Regions from separate parts of the Mus musculus genome. Here region 2 is linked to region 1. The links are chromatin contacts, called in public HiChIP or PLAC-seq maps. All regions are on one chromosome and are shown on one strand. The core of a region is the stretch at or near the end of the contact, and the rest is flanking DNA. Distances in the headings are between cores, read along the strand shown. Region 1 overlaps Prtg (protogenin). Region 2 has its middle 8.4 kb from the start of Gm27204.

Region 1 (4,295 bases), core at 688-3,187:
TGCACCATACATGTGCCTTGTGTGTATCTTAAGCTAAAGTTATGGATAACTGTGAGTCACCATGTGTGTGCGCTGGAAATCAAACCCGGGTCCTCTGGAAGAAGAGGCCTGGTTCTCTGAGCCACTAAGCCATCACTCCGGCTCCAATATGTTTTTGATCACAAACAAATGACCTGAATATATATGTTTTTTCCCCATGTAGGAGAGGTCACCATATGTGACCATTGTCTCCTTTGGATATATAAAATCTTTGTGTACTTCTTTCGAAACTGAAATCTCTGTCTAACACTGAGATACTTTCCCTTTTTGTTTCCCCAGGGAGGGACTGACCTGATCATCAATAGCTACGGTCCTATAATTAAAAACAACACTAAGAAAAAGTGGCTTTTTTTCCAAGACACTAAGAAAATCAAAGTTGAACAGGTAATCCACCCATGTGAGGAGAATCCTTTACAGTCTGCGGCATAAGAAATGATAATTAGAAATACAGGGAGTTGGGGGGGGTGTAAATGAAGCGGTTTTGACTGACCTGGTTCGATTCTGACAGTGGAGAGCTGTGGTGGGTGGAAAGAAAGTTCGGACAGTAATCTGAGATGTGGTTTTCAGTGGGGTGTGAAGACTTAGAAGAGAGGGATATAAGGAGTTATATCGGAATAACCAAAGGGCTTGTTATTTTTTTCTTTTTATTTATTTATTTATTTATTTATTTAGGTTTTTCGAGGCAGGGTTTCTCTGTATAGCCCTGGCTGTCCTGGAACTCACTCTGTAGACCAGGCTGGCCTCGAACTCAGAAATTCGCCTGCCTCTACCTCGGCTTGTTATTTTTATTTGGTTGGTTGGTTTGGTTCCATTTTTTGGGAGGGGGGGTTGGTTTGGTTTGGTTTTTTTGTGTTGGTTTGGTTTGGTTTGGTTTTGGTTTTGAGCCAGGATTTCTTTGAGTAGCTCTGGCTGGCCTCTAACTCACAGATCCACCTACCTCTGCTTCTGGAGTGCTGGGATTAAAAACCTGTGCTACCACAGTCCGCCTTGTTATTTTTTTAAGTCTTTGTTTTGTTTTGTTTTGTTTTGTCTTTTTAGTTAACATATGTGTGCCAGTAACTAGTCGCCCCTGGGAACAGAGCACTAGGAGGCCAGCCTAGGGTGTTGGATCACCTGGAGCTAGAGTAACAGATGATTGTGAATCACCAGATGTGGTGTCCTATCAGAGCAAAATGTGGTCTTAGTGGCTGAGCCATCTCTCCAGACCTGCCAAGGAAGGTTCTAGTTCAGAAGTGCTCCCAGTCACCTAGGGGGAGCCACTGATCACACAGACAGTCCATTTATGACATGCCTTTTTTTTGTTTATTTTGTTTTGGTTTTTGGTTTTAGCTTTTCCAAACAGGGTTTCTTTGTGTATCCTTCTCTGTTTTGTAGCTAGCTCAATGGATCTGGTTTGAATTGAACTCAGACATCCGCCTGCCTCTGTCTCCCAAATGCTGGGATTAAAGGCTTGCACCACTCCCGCCAGCACAATGGGAGTTCTGGAACTTGTTCTCGAACTTGAACTATTTGCTATCTCATGGCTACCTTATCTATTCTTGCCTAGACTCAAAGAAGATTTACTCAGGCCGTCTGCTTTTACCAGCCGGGCACCACCGTGCTGATCAGCGATGAAGATTCCCCCGGCTCCCCAGGCCAGACCGCCAGCTTCCCAAGACCTTTTGGGGCTACTGCCCTTGACACAGAGCATTCAGCGAACAGTGAAGGCAGCCATGAGACAGGGGATTCCGGAAGGTTTTCCCATGAGTCCAATGATGAGATACACCTGTCCTCCGTCATCAGCAGCACGCCCCCCACCTCGAATCCCCTCGCTGGTGGCGATTCTGATGGGGATGCTGCACCGAAGAAGCACGGAGACCCTGCGCAGCCCTTGCCAGCTGAGCAGACCTCAGCTCCGCAGACATCTGCGGGGCTGCGATATGCTGCCGAGGGTTTTCCGGTCTAGACAGCCACGCTCAGGGATTCACAACAAGCACCTGTTCGAAGGACAATGAGCAGGGAGCCAAAGCCTTTTGTGAAAATCTTGATGTCTTACTGTTTATTGTTTGTTTTGTTTGTTTGTTTTTTATCTTTTTTTTTAAACTATTTTTAAGCTTACGAATTTTGAATGTTTCAACTGTCAACAATGTGAAAAAGGGCAGTCAAGATGCTTGACTGGACTCTAAGATAAATCACTGGAGCGGAGGGAAGACTGCCTAAGCCCTCTGCTGAATAGCTACCTCAGTTTGCTGTGGGCAGACTCTGAAGACAACTGTGCTGCCTTCTTCGAGTGCTGGTTTCTCTCAGTGGCATAACCAGCGGGACTTGCTAGTGACGCTGTGTGTCCATTGTGTGTGTGCTGTGTGTGACTGAAGGAGTCCGATAGGTAGGAGAGGAAAGATGTTGATCTGAAGCTCTGATTTTTTTTTTTTTTTTTTAAAGAACCGTGATAATGTAACACCTCTGGCTGTGAGGAGAAAATATGGGAGTATATTTATTTGAATGGAAGAAACAAATACGTCTCTTTGGAGAAGAGAACATTCCATAGTACATAGGGGATCGTGTCCTTGCAAAGCTGTTGGGTTTGGGACACCAGAGCAGGAGAATTTTGCTCCAGCCTGCATCAGCCTGCCCTCAGCCTGCAAAACCACCTTTCCCTTTGCTCCACAGCCGGCCAAGGGCTGCGCTGTCTTGTGGAACGTTTTCAAAGTTTACAGAGCTAGCTGCAAAATACAATGTAGGAAAGTGGATTTTTTTTTTAATGGTTCAGATTTTCTTTTTTAAAATCTCAGTTTGGCTTCAAATGGGGCAAAGAAGAAATGTTATTAAATATTAAGAATGAAGATAAACGAAACAGTAGAGATTAAGACAGACTTGAGGTTTTCATAATAGCAGTGCCTTCCATTGTGAGAAATTTTGCCTTATACCTTTTTAATATTCACGAAGATGTTTAGGAAAAAAGGTACCAAAAATTTGCCTTAAAAAAAAAAAAGCTTGGATCTTAGCGATAGCTGTGCTATCTGGCACCTTGATGAAGCTGCTCTCTTTTTGAAGCTCAGGTTTGCTCCCTATCACCCTGGCGGCTGAACTCTGGCTTCGTAGCCCACTAACACTCCAGAAGCGAGTTCATTCTCTGGTTTAAAATCAACAAATTGTCTCCTCTTCTGATCCGGCAGCCTTCTCCGTCACAAGGCAACATGCTAGGTGCCGAGCCACGTGGGAAGGACAAAGACTGAGCTGTGAAAAGAAGAAACAAGTCCTTAGCCTTTTAAAATCATGAGTTTTGCCCTCCCTGAAATTTTTTTGGAAGTGGCTTTGAATTGCATTTTAAAAGAAAAGCCCTCCGTGGGTTTTCCCTTGAAACCGTCCCTCCATGCACAGACAAGGCAGGTCCTGCCAAATGGTGTTATCACCCCAGTGTCATCTATTGCGAAAGCCTGACACTGCCACAGTTTTCATCGTCATTCTAAGTTTTGTGCCAAATTGGACTTTCTTAGAAGCCCAGGCACTACTCAGCACAGTTCTGTCCCATTCACCATGGGCTTCTCGGCAAAATGGGGGGAAAAAAGAAAGAAGAAAGAAAAAAAAAAAAAGCAGAGCTTTAGGTAAACAGTCGGAGGGGAGAAAAAATGGCTTCCTTCCCCTGCCTTCGCGCTCCTGTTTATACTACCTCCTTTTTAAAGTTATTCTAGTGTTATTGTTCTTTCCTGTACTCAGGGACTTTTTTGTTACTCTTGAGCTCATGTTGCATGGGCGGGTGCATTGACAGGGTATGGTGGTGTTTGGTTCGTAAGTAGAAGTACGTGGGCCAACTTCTCTCAGTATCTAAAATGAAGGGCACAATGGGATCACAAGTCAGAAGCAAACAGATCGAAAAGGGGAAAGCAGGTTTAAGGCCATGCATATTTAAACCGTGTTCCCTGCCTGGATCATCCGAAAGGCTGGGACAGGACATTTCTGGAAGAACGTGCTCTGTTTAATGATAAATAGGCCCTTAGTTATGATAGGTCTTTAGCTTATAATTATTTACTAGTTCATTTTTTGTTCTTATACAGACTTTTCTGTCAATTCTGTTACCAAAGAATTTTCAGTAGACAGTAAAATTTCTATGATAAGTACCTTAAATCCAATTCACTAGAAACAGATATAGACTCGAATATAAACAATTTCTAACCCTAATCTGAAGGGTTTATATTGATAGTTAAAATTAATTAGGCTAGTGACATAAACTACCTTACCGTCACCAGAGTTTAAAATAAATTTTAATTTCCTTGCCA
Region 2 (4,295 bases), core at 975-3,474, 120 kb before region 1:
GTTCATAACTCTTTGCTATAGCAGCACTCACTACAAGACAAATAAAGAAACGGCACTCCAAATTCTGCCTCTGGTCTTTCATCCCTTCTTTAGCCATCCAGAGCCTGTGAGCTGCAGTCTCACAGGCTCTGAGCAGAAGGTACCTCAGTTGCCAAAACAGTGCCCTCAACCCCCGTGGACCCTGCCTCTCCTCCTTTCCTCCCACCCGTCCCCCTACAGACCCAGCCTTAGGCACACCCTCTGGTTTTCATCCCTGTATTCAGAAAGCCACCTCTGAATTCTTTCCATCAGTCACCCAATTTTCTCTCTCCATTGGTATCTTCACCAAGTAACCCAAATTAGCAGAGGATTTAAGATTAATTCTTTTGTTCCGTATGCTTTTTTTTTTAAAGCTTTATTTATTTTTAATTTAGGGGTATGAATAGTTTATTTGCATGTATGTATGTGTATGCCACACGCATGTATGGTGTCTGTGAAATTCAAAAGAGGGCATCAGATTCCCTGGAACTGGAGTTAAGGATAGTTGTGGACAACCATACAGGTACTAGGAGATCCTAGACCCTCTGCCAGATCAGGGAGTGCTCCTAACCATTGAGCCATCTCTCTACCCAGCTCCCCCATTCTGTATACTTTTTTTAAAACTGAAGATAGATGCTCCTCTCAAGTATATCCTGACCCTCCCTCCACTCCTCCCAGCTCCTCACAACCACCCTTCTCCCCCAGATCCACTCCTGCTCCATTTCCCTTCAGAAAAGAGCAAGCCTCTCAGAGACACCAACCAAACAGGACAAAACGAGATAAGGTAAGACAAAGCAAAAAAAACCAATGCAACAGGAAGAGTCCCGGGAGCAGATGAAAGAGTCAGAGACAGCTGTTCTTACTATTAGGGGGTCCCTCCCACAACAACTCTAAGCTAATGTGCTCAGAGGACCTGGTACAGGCCCTTGTAGGCCTCGTTTTCCTGACTCAAGAGCCCATATGAGCCCTCCTTAATTGATTCAGTGGCCATGTTCTCCTGGTGTCCTTCACCCCCTCTGACTCCTACAGTCTTTCCTTCCCCTCTCCTGCATGGGAAGGGTGGAGAACTATTTTATTTTTAATTGTGTGCATGTGAACATGTTAGTGTGGTGCCCATGGAATACAGAAAAGGGCACCAGAACCCCTGAAGCTGAGGCTATGTAACATGGGTGCTTGGAACCTGAACTCTGGTCCTCTGGGGGACCTCTCTTAACTACTGAGCCATCATCTCTCCAGCCCCTTGCTCTGTAACCTTGTCTTTCTGCCTCCTCCAGCAGCTTTCCCTTCAGTCTTTGGTAACCGAACACATTTGAAGCCACTGGCATTGCTCAGAGGTAGAGCCCTGGCCTAGTAGATTGTAAGGTGTTGAGCCTGGTCTTCAGTTCACAAAAATAAATGAAAATACTTGGTAGTATTCCTGAAGCCTTAGGTTCAATCTCCTAGCATCACATGAACCATGTCTGGTGATACATAACTGTAATGGCGCACTGGGAAGGAGTTCAAAGCCATCCCCTGCTATAGCCACGGACATGGTACACCTTGTCTCAAAAAGTTAATTAATTAATTAATTAATTAATTAGCTAATTAATAAATTAAAGCCAGTTTATTTTTTCAGTCTCCATCTTCTTGCAATTGGACAGTAATGGTACTTTTTATCCATCAGCTGTCTTTTTCCCTCCCTTCTCACAAGAGACTCCAAGCAAGGACATCTAACAGTGGGGTGGATATTTCCTGTGCTCCTATTCATCTTAAAAAGACCCCTGGGCTGATGAGATGGCTCAGTGGGTAAGAACACCCGACTGCTCTTCCAAAGGTCCGAAGTTCAAATCCCAGCAACCACATGGTGGCTCACAACCATCTGTAACAAGATCTGACGCCCTCTTCTGGAGTGTCTGAAGACAGCTATGGTGTACTTACATATAATAAATAAATAAATCTTTTAAAAAAAAAAAAAAGACCCCTTCCCAGCTCCCAGGGGTAGACTTGAAAAGTTACATCCTTACTATGTAAACTTAGGACCTTGGCTATAGCTAATGGATACAGGGGTGAGAAATTCCTCTTCAGGCCCCTCCCTAGAAGGTAAGATATGGAGGGCACAGGTAGGGAGCTTGTTTCTAAATCCCTTCATGGGCAGAGCTTTACAGACAGGAGAAACTCCCACTATACAAGACCTACAACTGCCTGCTTCTTTACTTCCTTCCTCTGGGCCATCTGCTTCTTTCTTATTCCAATAGGCTGTCTAGAGACTTCTGCTTCTTGCTTTGGAGGCCTTCACATCCATTCCCATAAGAAAAAAATGTCTACAAACTAAAAGTCAGTAACTCTATTTAGAGTCATCAGAGGACAAGCCTATAAGGCAAACTGCTTGAATGTGACTTTCCCCGAGGGTCCATTTCTATCCACACCAGCTAGAGGGGTCAATGGCAGAGCAAACAAAGGTTTCCACTCAAGCCTTGCTTGGTAACCAATTAGTTAATTTGGGGTTATACATGAATGCAAGAAAGGCATCGGGTAATCTACCAGCAACTATAACACCTAAATTCTCATCCCACCTCACATGTCCTTGGGGAAGGGTGAGGGCTCACGTGTTTCCTACCTCTCCAAGAGGGAATTGTCAGTAAACCCCATTTCATGAGAGCCATGCTCTCATGCTGATGAGACCAGGTACTCAGTTTAAGAGGTCCATGATCAGGACTAGAGGGAGTTCAGGGTTTAGAGAGCCTGCTGTTGTTTCAGAAGCTCTGGGTTCGGTTCCCAGTACCCACGTAAAGGTGGCTCTCAATCAACTGTTAGTCCAGCTCTAAGGGATCTTACACACTCTTCCAGCATCCACGAGTGCTTACAACATGGGCACCTCCCAACTCCGACACATACTTAAAAATAAATCTTTTGGCCTGGAGAGATGGCTCAGCGGTTAAGGTCACTGACTGCTCTTCCAGAGGTCCTGAATTCGATTCCCAGCAACCACATGGTGGCTCACAACCATCTGTAATGGGATCTGATGCCCTCTTCTGGTGTGTCTGAAGACAGCTGCAGTGTACTTGTATATAATAAATAAATACATAAATAAAGCTCTTAAATATTGTAATATAATCACATCACATGAAGTTTACCACTTTAAAAAACAAACAAACAGCAATAACAACGTGAAGGGATAAAAATCCTGTCCTACTCAGAGGGAAAGCCACACAACATGCTATTCCTTCTTGTGGCTTTTCCATTCTTCCTGCCCCTGTATTTATTCTCTAAGCTCAGAGAAGGTGACATAAATGTCACTGTGCCACAGCAACAAGCATTTATTCCCAGAAGAGTGACCGGTTATGAGTTTCCATAGCAACCACCATCCACTGCAAAAAGAAGCTTCACTGACCAAGGCTGACAGCAGCAGTAATATATTGTGACTTTACAAGCACGTAGAATCCATTCAACAAAACACTAGTAGTTCCCCCACCACGACCTATGACCCCGGATTTTTGTTCCTACTTACATACTTACCAACCTCAGGTTCTCTCCAGTGGAGCAGGCATCAAGTCCTGAAAAATAGTTCACTGTATGCATAAGAGCTGGGCCGCCATTACATCAGTGTGCGTACCTGGCCTGGCATGCTGCTACTGTTGACATGTGGGCTCATAGCTTTGTAGGACCAGTGGTAACAGTCCTCCAGCAGCTGTGCCCTGCCCTCTAGCACTATGAATGGCAGTCAGTGGGTAGTGGGGCTTCTAACTCAGTTCCCGCCTAATTCTCCCTGTCCTACAACCAAAGTATACAATGCTGTCAGCAACAGGGACTTTACACCCAGCTGTAGCATGCAATGAACAGCTTGTATTGGAGAGGGGAAGGGGATTTCCTGACCAACACCCAACACTGAGGAAGAGATAGGTAGAGATTAGATGTTCTATAAATGTGGTCTTCCTTCTCTCTCTCTCTCTCTCTCTCTCTCTCTCTTCCTCCCTCCCTCTGCCATCTCTTTCTTTTCTTCTTTTCTTTCTTTCTTTCTTTCTTTCTTTCTTTCTTTCTTTCTTTCTTTCTTTCTTTCTTTCTTTCTTTCTTCCTTCCTTCCTTCCTTCCTTCCTTCCTTCCTTCCTTTCTTTTTTTCTTTCTTTCTTTCTTTCTTTCTTTCTTTCTTTCTTTCTTTCTTTCTTTCTTTCTTTGAGACAAGGTCTCTCATTGGCCTGCATCTCACTAACTATGCTAAACTGAATGGATCTATTTTCTGACAGCCCTGGAATATAAACACACAACTCAACACAACACAACACAACATAACATATGGCTCC

The links. HiChIP or PLAC-seq counts read pairs in DNA pulled down with a chosen protein or histone mark.
Region 2: an H3K27ac HiChIP or PLAC-seq map of embryonic stem cells shows a contact between it and region 1, with 7 read pairs. The contact joins two enhancer-like sites. A contact is called at or near these places in 1 of 115 datasets of contacts at active chromatin or transcription factors (embryonic stem cells) and 4 of 9 other capture datasets (adipose tissue, embryonic stem cells, liver and 1 more).

The regions. Positions count from the first base shown.
Region 1 is chr9:72,910,319-72,914,613 of GRCm38.p6, forward strand. It overlaps Prtg (protogenin), which reads left to right. Exons shown (of 20, transcript NM_175485.4): 19 at 319-423; 20 at 1,586-4,295. The coding sequence ends at 1,984. Among named protein-coding and RNA genes, the nearest start is that of Pygo1, 13 kb to the right of the region's middle. Within about 2 kb of position 1,938, at least 23 of the 459 cell types and tissues checked have an H3K27ac peak or open chromatin away from gene starts, as enhancers often do. A contact at or near this core is called in embryonic stem cells, where this site is marked.
Region 2 is chr9:72,785,722-72,790,016 of GRCm38.p6, forward strand. No RefSeq gene overlaps it. Among named protein-coding and RNA genes, the nearest start is that of Gm27204, 8.4 kb to the left of the region's middle. Within about 2 kb of position 2,225, at least 6 of the 459 cell types and tissues checked have an H3K27ac peak or open chromatin away from gene starts, as enhancers often do. A contact at or near this core is called in embryonic stem cells, where this site is marked.